Regions from separate parts of the Gossypium hirsutum genome. Here regions 1 and 2 are each linked to region 3. The links are chromatin contacts, called in public Hi-C maps. All regions are on one chromosome and are shown on one strand. The core of a region is the stretch at or near the end of the contact, and the rest is flanking DNA. Distances in the headings are between cores, read along the strand shown. Region 1 overlaps LOC107896397 (a long non-coding RNA gene). Region 2 has its middle 18 kb from the start of LOC107895435. Region 3 has its middle 4.9 kb from the start of LOC121208850.

What was found. A called contact is a pair of places that touch in the nucleus more often than the background predicts.
Region 1: a Hi-C map of leaf shows a contact between it and region 3, with 2.1 times the contacts expected there. The contact joins two enhancer-like sites. A contact is called at or near these places in 6 of 34 Hi-C or Micro-C datasets (callus, leaf and petal).
Region 2: a contact with region 3 is called in a Hi-C map of leaf, with 2.4 times the contacts expected there. The contact joins two enhancer-like sites. A contact is called at or near these places in 11 of 34 Hi-C or Micro-C datasets (callus and leaf).

What each region holds. Positions count from the first base shown.
Region 1 is chrA10:102,206,971-102,209,995 of Gossypium_hirsutum_v2.1, forward strand. It overlaps LOC107896397 (a long non-coding RNA gene), which reads right to left. Exons shown (of 3, transcript XR_001683743.2): 3 at 1,777-3,025. Among protein-coding and RNA genes, the nearest start is that of LOC107896397, 5.4 kb to the right of the region's middle. Within about 2 kb of position 1,386, at least 6 of the 9 cell types and tissues checked have an H3K27ac peak or open chromatin away from gene starts, as enhancers often do. A contact at or near this core is called in leaf, where this site is marked.
Region 2 is chrA10:102,102,551-102,105,669 of Gossypium_hirsutum_v2.1, forward strand. No RefSeq gene overlaps it. Among protein-coding and RNA genes, the nearest start is that of LOC107895435, 18 kb to the left of the region's middle. Within about 2 kb of position 1,556, at least 3 of the 9 cell types and tissues checked have an H3K27ac peak or open chromatin away from gene starts, as enhancers often do. A contact at or near this core is called in leaf, where this site is marked.
Region 3 is chrA10:102,153,305-102,156,513 of Gossypium_hirsutum_v2.1, forward strand. No RefSeq gene overlaps it. Among protein-coding and RNA genes, the nearest start is that of LOC121208850, 4.9 kb to the right of the region's middle. Within about 2 kb of position 1,502, at least 2 of the 9 cell types and tissues checked have an H3K27ac peak or open chromatin away from gene starts, as enhancers often do. A contact at or near this core is called in leaf, where this site is marked.

The sequences.
Region 1 (3,025 bases), core at 136-2,635, 54 kb after region 3:
ATATTTCTTTATTTATTTATCTATTTATTATTACTGCCTTACTTTTTATTTTAAGATTCATACTTTTCATACTTGTACATATTGTTATATTGTAATTATTTATTTTATTTTATTTTTTTGTGTTATTTTATTATTCCTTTTATTATTTTTGGGCATTTTCAAGTCGGGTCTTTTCAATCATGTATTTTTCATTTATTTTAAGTTACTTTATCGTTTTAAATATTACACTTGTTATTATTCAAAAAAAGAAATTTCTTAAATAAGGCAATGTTCCATAGTTAGAGATTTCAGAAGCCGTGCCCTAACTTACGGGGTTTCGACTTTCTCGTTGAACCTAGATGACCGAATATCATTTTAAAATTAAAATACATAATACTTATTTAAATAATAAAATAAAAAGCGAGCTTATTTTCGAGGATTCAAGATATCGTGTCCTAATTTATAGGATGTGACCTTTTGTTACCTCGAGAATAAAGGCCCTTTTGACATACGTTTTTATTAAAAATAATATTATGCAAAGCGAGGTCGTGTTTTAAACTCTTTTCAAATTTTTAGTTTCTTGACACTAAAGACATCAAGTAATTAATTAGGTACCAATTTTGGGCGTAACGAGGGTGCTAACCCTTCCTCGCGCGTAACTGACTCCCGAACCTATTTTTTGGATTTTGTATACCAAAAATCATTGTTTTATTAAATCAAACATTTTATTAAAACAATCAAATTTTGAGGTGACCTGATCACACTTCATAAAAAATAATTGTTGGCGACTCCCATTTACATTTAAAAAAAAAAAAAAACCAAAGTCGATCTCAAAAAATTGGTTTCGACAGATTCTGCATATATGATTCAACAAGGTTAAAATATGCAATAAGTCTCTATATTTTTCACAAATTGAGCCTTGTACTTTTATTTCTAAGAATTTAAGTCCTCTACTTGTTCAGATTTCAAAATTCAGGTCAATTTATTAATACTATTTTTTTTTGCTAAATTAGTTGACATAACATTTTGAAATAAAAAAAAATTCACTTGGTAATAATGTAACTACAAAATAACATTGTAATGAACCTGAAGTTAACAAATAATTTTAACAGTGTTAATAGTTAGACTTAAATTTTAAAATTTAAAAAGTCATAGGATTATGAAAAATATATCAGATTATGATATACCTAAACCATTCAAAAAAATATAACGAAACTCTAGTATTTTTGAATGTCGAAATATCTTCTAAAAATAAATTTGTGGATACTTGTGATGAAAGATATATTAAAAACTATAATATCAGAGACACCAAGTGGCGATATTTTGAAGAAAGAAATTGTTTTGGTTGCCTCTGTTTTCTTTTTAGGCACGTGAGGAAGCAATGTCTTATACCTCCGCGGTTTTTTATACTCGTGTACTGTTGGACGGATCTCGCACGCACAAAACGTGTGAGAAGTGGTCCACACGCTCCGTTGAAAGTCATTTGTCTTTTGTTAAAGACATTTCCATTTTATTTTGGTCAAGTTATTAGTTGTTATATTAGGGGTAAATTATTAATTTAACTTTTTATATTCTAATTTATTTATATTTAGAGTTTATATTTTTAGAATTTTGAAGTTTGATTCCCACTCAAATGTTAGTTATTAAATTTATCAAGTTAAATTTTATTATTTTTAAAATTTTATGTAAAAAAAAAAAGATTAATTATAAAAATAATTATTTATGTATTATTTAAATTACATTTTCGTCACGAACTTTAATTTGTTATATTTTTATCTATCGTATCACATCCGGCAATTCGTGTTACGAATCAATTTCCTTTTTATTCTTTTGCCAAGTAATAATGTTAAGAGAAGCTCTCCAAGTAGGATTTAAACCTACTTGAGAACCTAGAAGTTGACAATAAAAAATGAATAGTAATAGCCTAAGTAATAGCATCAAAACGTCTAAATTACTTTTGGATCTTTTTCGAGAAAATTGTCTTAAGGTTCAAGGGTGGCTACTCGTAGAATATCTCCTTTTGGCTTGAAAGAGCAGCACACCGGGGCTCAAAAAAGGACAGAATCATTAGTCCAGAGGCAATGCAAACTGAAGTTTATTAACAATGTTATCAATTTGTAACATTTTGACCATTGTATCGATATTCACACTAAAATCTGACGTAGCCCAAATTATATCATTAAATACTAACGTGTCATCCACGTCATTACCATTACTAATAAATCCATCTATGAATATCATCCATGCTTTTGAGAAGAAAATCAAAATTAAAACAACAGAATGTAATGCAAAAACTCAAAGAAAAGGGAAAAGGAAAGTGTCATTTTCATGTCTTGTTTTATTTCTGTTTGTGCTAATTTTTTTTGTGGCTATAAGAAAAGTGGTTTTGAGGCGTATAAATAGGGAAGTAATGAGATGTGAGTCAGATTGAGAGGTAGGGTTGGGATAAGGCCGTTGCCCCTTATCTCTAACTTCAAATCATCCGTTACCAATTGAATACTAATGATTTTGGTGATCCAACTTGAAAGTTTCGGGAGGAGAAATGCAATTATGAGCCTAAATTTCTTGATAGCTCATATCAATAAAATTGGACCTTCAATTCCTTAGACATTCATCCTACCATCTCCAATTATTGATATGGATTATGGAAAATCACCCAAATTGTGTAACAACTACACATGCAAATGAAAATTGCTAGCTTAAAATTTGATTCGATTTTTAATTTAATCAAAACTTTATCGATTTTCGAAAAATTAAATATATAAAGAAAGCCTAATGCAATATGTCTAAAATAGATAATATTCTAGTTGCTTACTACTAAATCATTAGCTTGAAGTACAAAATAGATTAAAATATAAGTTGTTATTTGGACCAATATATAATGTTTTTCTTGGTGTTTTCTTATTTCTAAAAGGTATAAATAAAAATAATTGAATCTTAATTTAATTGTATTTATATTATTGTTAATGTAGGAGGAAATGAATTCAAGTGTGCTGAAGCGCATTATACTTTTATTTTTGTATTAGAGAGGGGTTATGAGTAGTTA
Region 2 (3,119 bases), core at 306-2,805, 51 kb before region 3:
AAGTCTTTCCCGGTGTCGGTTTTCAATGTTTAGGCAGCCAATTTATTTTAAAATAGAGAGGAGGCTCAAGGAATTTGCAGGTAATCCTAGGAAACGAGGGGGGGGGGAATTATACGTACATACTGCAAAGGAATTAAAGAAAACTCTACATGTCATGTCTTTTTAACAGTCCCCTTCTTTTAGAATAAATTTTGTGATCCTTGGCTGTTCTTATCTATATTAAATTGTGGGTGACAAATGAGAATCAGTATGCCTGAAAATTGGTCATTCCATCTTCTCCTCCAATAACTAGGGATAAAATGTTTGCCAAAAGTTGCACCTCCTAGATAAAATCCATGAAGATTATACATTATTAAATTAATCTTGGGTAAACTACTTTAGTAATTATCTAATTATAAAAATTTATAAAATAGTCACTTAACTATTTAATTTTTCATTCTTAGTAATATAATTATATTAAATTTTTAGGTGTTTTCATTTTTACGTTAACCTATTAGAAATAAAAAAAAGACAAAATTAAACAATTGAAAAACCATTTTATGACTTTTCATAGTTAGGTAACAAAAAAATTTATTAATAATTGAGAGATAATTTTGTAATTTTTCATTGTTGGGTATTCAAAAAAGAATAGAGTTGAACTCTACCATAGTTTACCCTAAAAAAATTTACCATCTCTGAATTCCAAATTAAAAATGAAAGTACATTTAGTAGTAAGTTATGGAAACTGTATTAAGTACAACAACTGGAACAACGTAGTTAATTTGTACAAGACAATTGATAAAATAAGCGTAAACTATAAAAATAGTCATTTTTTTTGCTTTAGATTACATTTTAGTCATTTATATTTGAAATGTTATATTTTAATCATTTACGTTATCTTTTTGTTACGAAGTGATCACTCTACCGTTAAACTTCGTTACCTCCTTAACGGCAATCCTATGTGGCAGTCCAAATAGGTTTTAAATGCGAACTTAGATGTCCAGATGCTAGGATGAACATAAGTTTTTAATTAAACAAATTTAATTTGGACTGCCATGTAGAATATCTAAGTTGGCATTTGAAACCCATTTGGATTTTCACGTAGGACTACCTTTAGGAAAGTAACGGAGCTTAACGGTAGAGTGACTACTACGTAATAAAACGATAACGTAAGTTATTAAAACGTAACATTTCAAACATAAAGGACTAAAATGTAATCTGAGGCAAAAAATGACTATTTTTATAGTTTACCAAATTAGATAATAAAGATCGAACCTACATTTATAGAGCTTTACCTAGAAAACCAATCTACAATGACAATCAAAGTAAAAAAAAAAAAAGGTATCATATTTGTACATTAAAAAGGATTCTCTATACCTAGTCTCTAAATCAAGAGTAGGTAACTTAATCAAATAAGAAAGACAAAATAGTAAACAAACAGTTCTTAGAATTAAGATGTGAAATTTATGAATATTTAAAATTTGATCCAACTTGTATTTTTGGAGTGAGTTGTAGAGAAAGGCAAAACAATAGGTGCAGCCCAAATCAGAGGTTAAAACCCACAAGCCCACCATGTTATAGGGGATTGAGACCAGAAGCTTCAAATGGACCTAACCATCTGTGGTTGAAGTTGAAAACTTTATGTAGCTGTCCTTTAGTTGCAGAAAATACTGCAAAAGTTCTGAAAATGGATTTGTTCAACTTTCAAAGTTTCAAGCAAAGCAATCAACAAAGGGGTAGGAAGGCAGTGAAGTTAGTGAATGGTCCACAATCAATCATCAGAGATCATATTTTTCTTCCCTCTAATTATAGTCAACCTCAAAAAGGTGACTTTTTCAGAGCCAAGTATTTTTCAATGAGTGTTTTTGTCAGTTTGTAAATGTATAGAGATAAATAGTCAATTAAAATTTGGGGTGTGGCCCTAATTACAATGAAAAGTCATGGTCAATCCTGCAAAATGTAATGAGTGAGTTTTTGTGGACCTTTCTTCCCCATTTCATAATTACATTTTTATAATTTCTTTTAACCTTTCTGTATTGGATAGTTAAATTTATTCAATGATTAATTTTAAAATAGAATAGATAAATTTATTTTAATATTACTTTTTTTTTCATAAAATTTAAAGAGACATCGGGTTTTTTATTAAAATTATTTTTAAAGCTTTTGTTTTCATGAAATTTTCCTTTTGAAATGTTGGAAGAGTAGATAAAATAATAATTTTATTGTAGTCAAAATTTTCGAATTAACATATTTGATTTTTTAATGACATAGTTATGTTTTAATCTTGTTGAGCAGTGAATGAGGAAGTAATTTCATGCTAATACATGTTATGAGCAAATTGATTTGGAGAAACTTATCATTATCCTTATCACTTGAGATAATTTTGAAGTTAAAAAAATATTTGTTTATAAAAAGTTTTTACGTCATAAATACTTAAGATAATTAATGGGATAATTTTAGCTTTTGAATGAGAAATTAAAGTTTATCAAAAAACTATCAAAGGGGCAGGTTGTATCAGCCTATAAATAGGTTGCTTGTATCACATTTTTTGAGTGTTTTATTGAGTAATTGTTTTGTTATTCTCTAACTTAGTATTTTCGACACTCTTGTTAAGTTTTATTGGAGAGACTTGGATTGAAAGTGAGATATTTTAAGAAGAGTGATTAGGATTGGTGAATTGTAACTGCGTTAACAAATATTGTATGTTATATTTCCTTACTTTATTCATTACTTTACTTTTACCTTCAATCTATTCTTTTCGATTTTGTTCCAACTTTTATTTTAACAGAAATTAAAATGAAATTGTTTTCTAACTATAAACTAAGTTATTTGTTCCAATAATAGTTCAAACATCAAATTTGAAAAAGAAGTGCAAATAGAATTTTTTTTAAAATTTTGATAGATTTTTTTTATCCATGGTTTTCACTTCCAATATTAAATATGCACATGATTGTCTTACAGGGAAATTGAGTTAGGGAAGTAGGTTAGAGGAATGTTTATTCTTCAGGTTTCATCATTTTGTTTTCTTTATTGCCTTAGAGATTACAGGCACCCAATTGCAATTTGCAAATATTTTTCATGATTAGTAACAATGAAGGAGACTGTAGGAAGAGAGTGGATTACAATAACACAAATACCAA
Region 3 (3,209 bases), core at 252-2,751:
TTTTAAAGCTTAATTATAAAAATAATGTTATAAAATAATCAAATAAAAGAATATTTAAAATAAATAATAGATCAAATCAGCAGAGAATTTTTTCGTATATCATTTCACTCATACAAGGGTTCTATTTATAATTCATTGTCATTTAATGCAACACATATAAATGAAGCTCACTTAAGTGCTTCATTAACACATACATTAAGCAACTTGCATATTTATTTTCATAATGAATGAGGGGGTTTTTTATCTCCTTAATGAAAGGGTTAGAATATGGACATCCATATTTATTTGTAATAATAATAATAAGAATAATAGCTACCACTTGAAAAATCTAACTTTCAAGTAAACAACTACAATTATTTATGTAAATTTTCATTTATTAAAAGTTATTCGTTAAAATTCTCAATATAATTGTATTTTTCATACAGAAATAATTTTAAATCAATCTAATATCTTCTATCATATGATTCAATATATTATTTTTGTTAATAATATTTAATGATTGAATTTTTTTTACAACTAACTGAATCTTAATTTGGTTAGCATCGACATTGTTGTCAATGCAAGAGGATGTAGGTTCGAGAGTGTCGAATCACACTTATCCTCCTATTAATAGAACATACAATATGGCAATCAGAACATTAAATATATTCATAATACAAAATGTTATGGAAGCTTATGAAATTACGTGAATTTTACATAATATTATCCCACCCAAAAAATAATTATATCTCTATATAATTTTATATCAAATTTTTATCATTATAATATTGAAAGAGTGAGAAACGGATAACAAAGTTTAAGCCCGTATTATTTAAATGCTAGACAAAAAATTTAACCACTAGACAAATCTTAATAAATAATTTTATATCAAAATCAAATATATAATATGTAAATTTTTGGCATAATAATAAATTTAGCCTTTAAAATTTACATCTTTTTTCAGTTTGCCCCTATTATTACTTTTAGCTAAATTGGACTTATAACCTTTTAAAAAGAGTTTAATTTGATCATTAACCTTTTAAAAAATTAAATTGTTGTTTTTTTAACAAAAATATTGACTACAAAGTTAAAACTTTTAAACATGACAATCCATATGTACTTCATACTCTTTTTTTGAATATTTTTATAATTTTAAAATTTTTTATTGATGAGACCAATTGTATCTTGTCAGCATGAAATATATGTAAACTGTCGTGAAGGTTTTTATGCCAATATCGTTAAAAAATTAATGTTCTAATCAATAGTCCCGTTAAGAAATAGTAAATTAACTCTTCTTAAAAGTTTAATTGTCAAATCTAACTAAAAAAAGATAAATGATAAATTGATAAAAAAACATAAATATTAAAAACTAAATTTAACATTTAAAAAAAATCAATGAAAGGATTGAAGCAACAATGGGACCTGGATCCAATATTTTTATTCCTTCATCAAATAATGATATTGGGCCTGACTCTTGTGAAGGTAATAGTGATGGGTCAAGAATATCTGGATCTGGGCTGCACCCACTAACTACGCTTTGACTTTTTAGTGATGTGACCATTTTTCTTTATACCTTTTAAAATCGACTATTATCATTATTCTCTCCACTATTGGTATTTTTTTAATTATTTTATTATTTTCTTATTGCATCATCTTGCGTCCGCTTCTGGTGTTTTTCTATTCTATTAAACGATGTATGGGATAACAATTCTTTTAAAATACAACCCAAAGACATAGGAGTATTTTAGTTTTATTTTATTTTGACATAATGATAAATTTAATATTCCATATCTTTCTTTTTCATTTCTTTGATCCTACTATTTTTGGAATATTTTGGTCCTCACCATTCAAATTTTAATTAAATTACTTTTCTTTATGTTAAAAAGTTATTGGTTTATTAAAATTTTAACAATATTGATGTAATAGTTGGTGTGATAATTTACGTATACTTTATTGTGGACATGCATAATTATTTTTATAAACTTTATTGAAAATATTGAAAAATTTTATTAATCATTTTAAAATTTTATGAAGTATATATGGATTGCCACATACGCATCCACTTCGCTATAGTTAAATTTAATTAGGCCAATTCAAATGAGTCAAATGAAGTTCATTTAATCAATTGACCTCTATAGGACACTATGTATGCATTCATTAGGAGCTTTGATCCATGAAATGTGACATTCTCCTCTACTTATTCTCGTGATGCCCTTACCATGTCCTCAGAATGATACCAGTTTGACTCGTCTTAGAATTGCCTCAACATTTCAACTGATTCCCAACTAATCTCTCTGTTAGGTAGTTATGCTTCTCTTGTTTATCTTGTTCGCAAGAGCCCACCGCTCTTACTTACTCCCATCTTGAATTGTCTCGATTAGGATCCCGTTAATCCGCACATATAAGCTTAGGTATGCCCACATTGAACACTGGGTTAACCTTGAGTATAGTCGCCAACTCTGATTTGTAAGCCCCTTAGCTTACCCACTTCAGAACTTTGAAAGGGTCTCTATGTCTTTGCCAAGCCAATAGTAAGTCATAATGTAAAACACTAGGAAAGTGTTTGAGATGTACCTCGTTCATAGAATTTACTCTATTCAACTGCTCAATTTGCATTACCACTATTCCTTTAAAGTTCGATGCATAACCCATATCTCTCATAGGTGGATGCCCTATTGATAACTCAACAGGCTTCATATTGATTTTTTGTACCTCTAGCATTTCCAAAGAGGTTTTTTTAGCACTTTGATCTATCAAGTCAATGTTCTTTCCACAATGAATATTCTCAGCTAGTTGGATTGTTGACAATACTTTGGTTCCACCCCTCATGTCTCTACTTACCGGAACAATGCAATTTTGTTTTCAAGTATCCAAGATACATATACAATCAGCAAAAAGAACTAACAGAGCATTAATCTTGTCAAGAAAATTCAAGCCAAGAATAAAGTCATAATCATCCAAGTGGTACCTCGAAGTCTTCCTTGCCTTTCCACTGACAAGTTTGTAGCTCAACTCCTTATGCCACTCCCATAGTTGGGACCTTTTTAAAGTGTACTATATTGATCATTTTAGTTGATTTGCTAACTGAGACCAATTTTACCTATGACTTTCTTCTATATGAGCAAATCGGATGCCCTTGTATCGACAAGAGCACTCTTTCTTTGACTTATGATATTAATGTCCACATACACCTTCCCTTTCTGTTTACGATCCTTCTTCGCTTTCGTAAA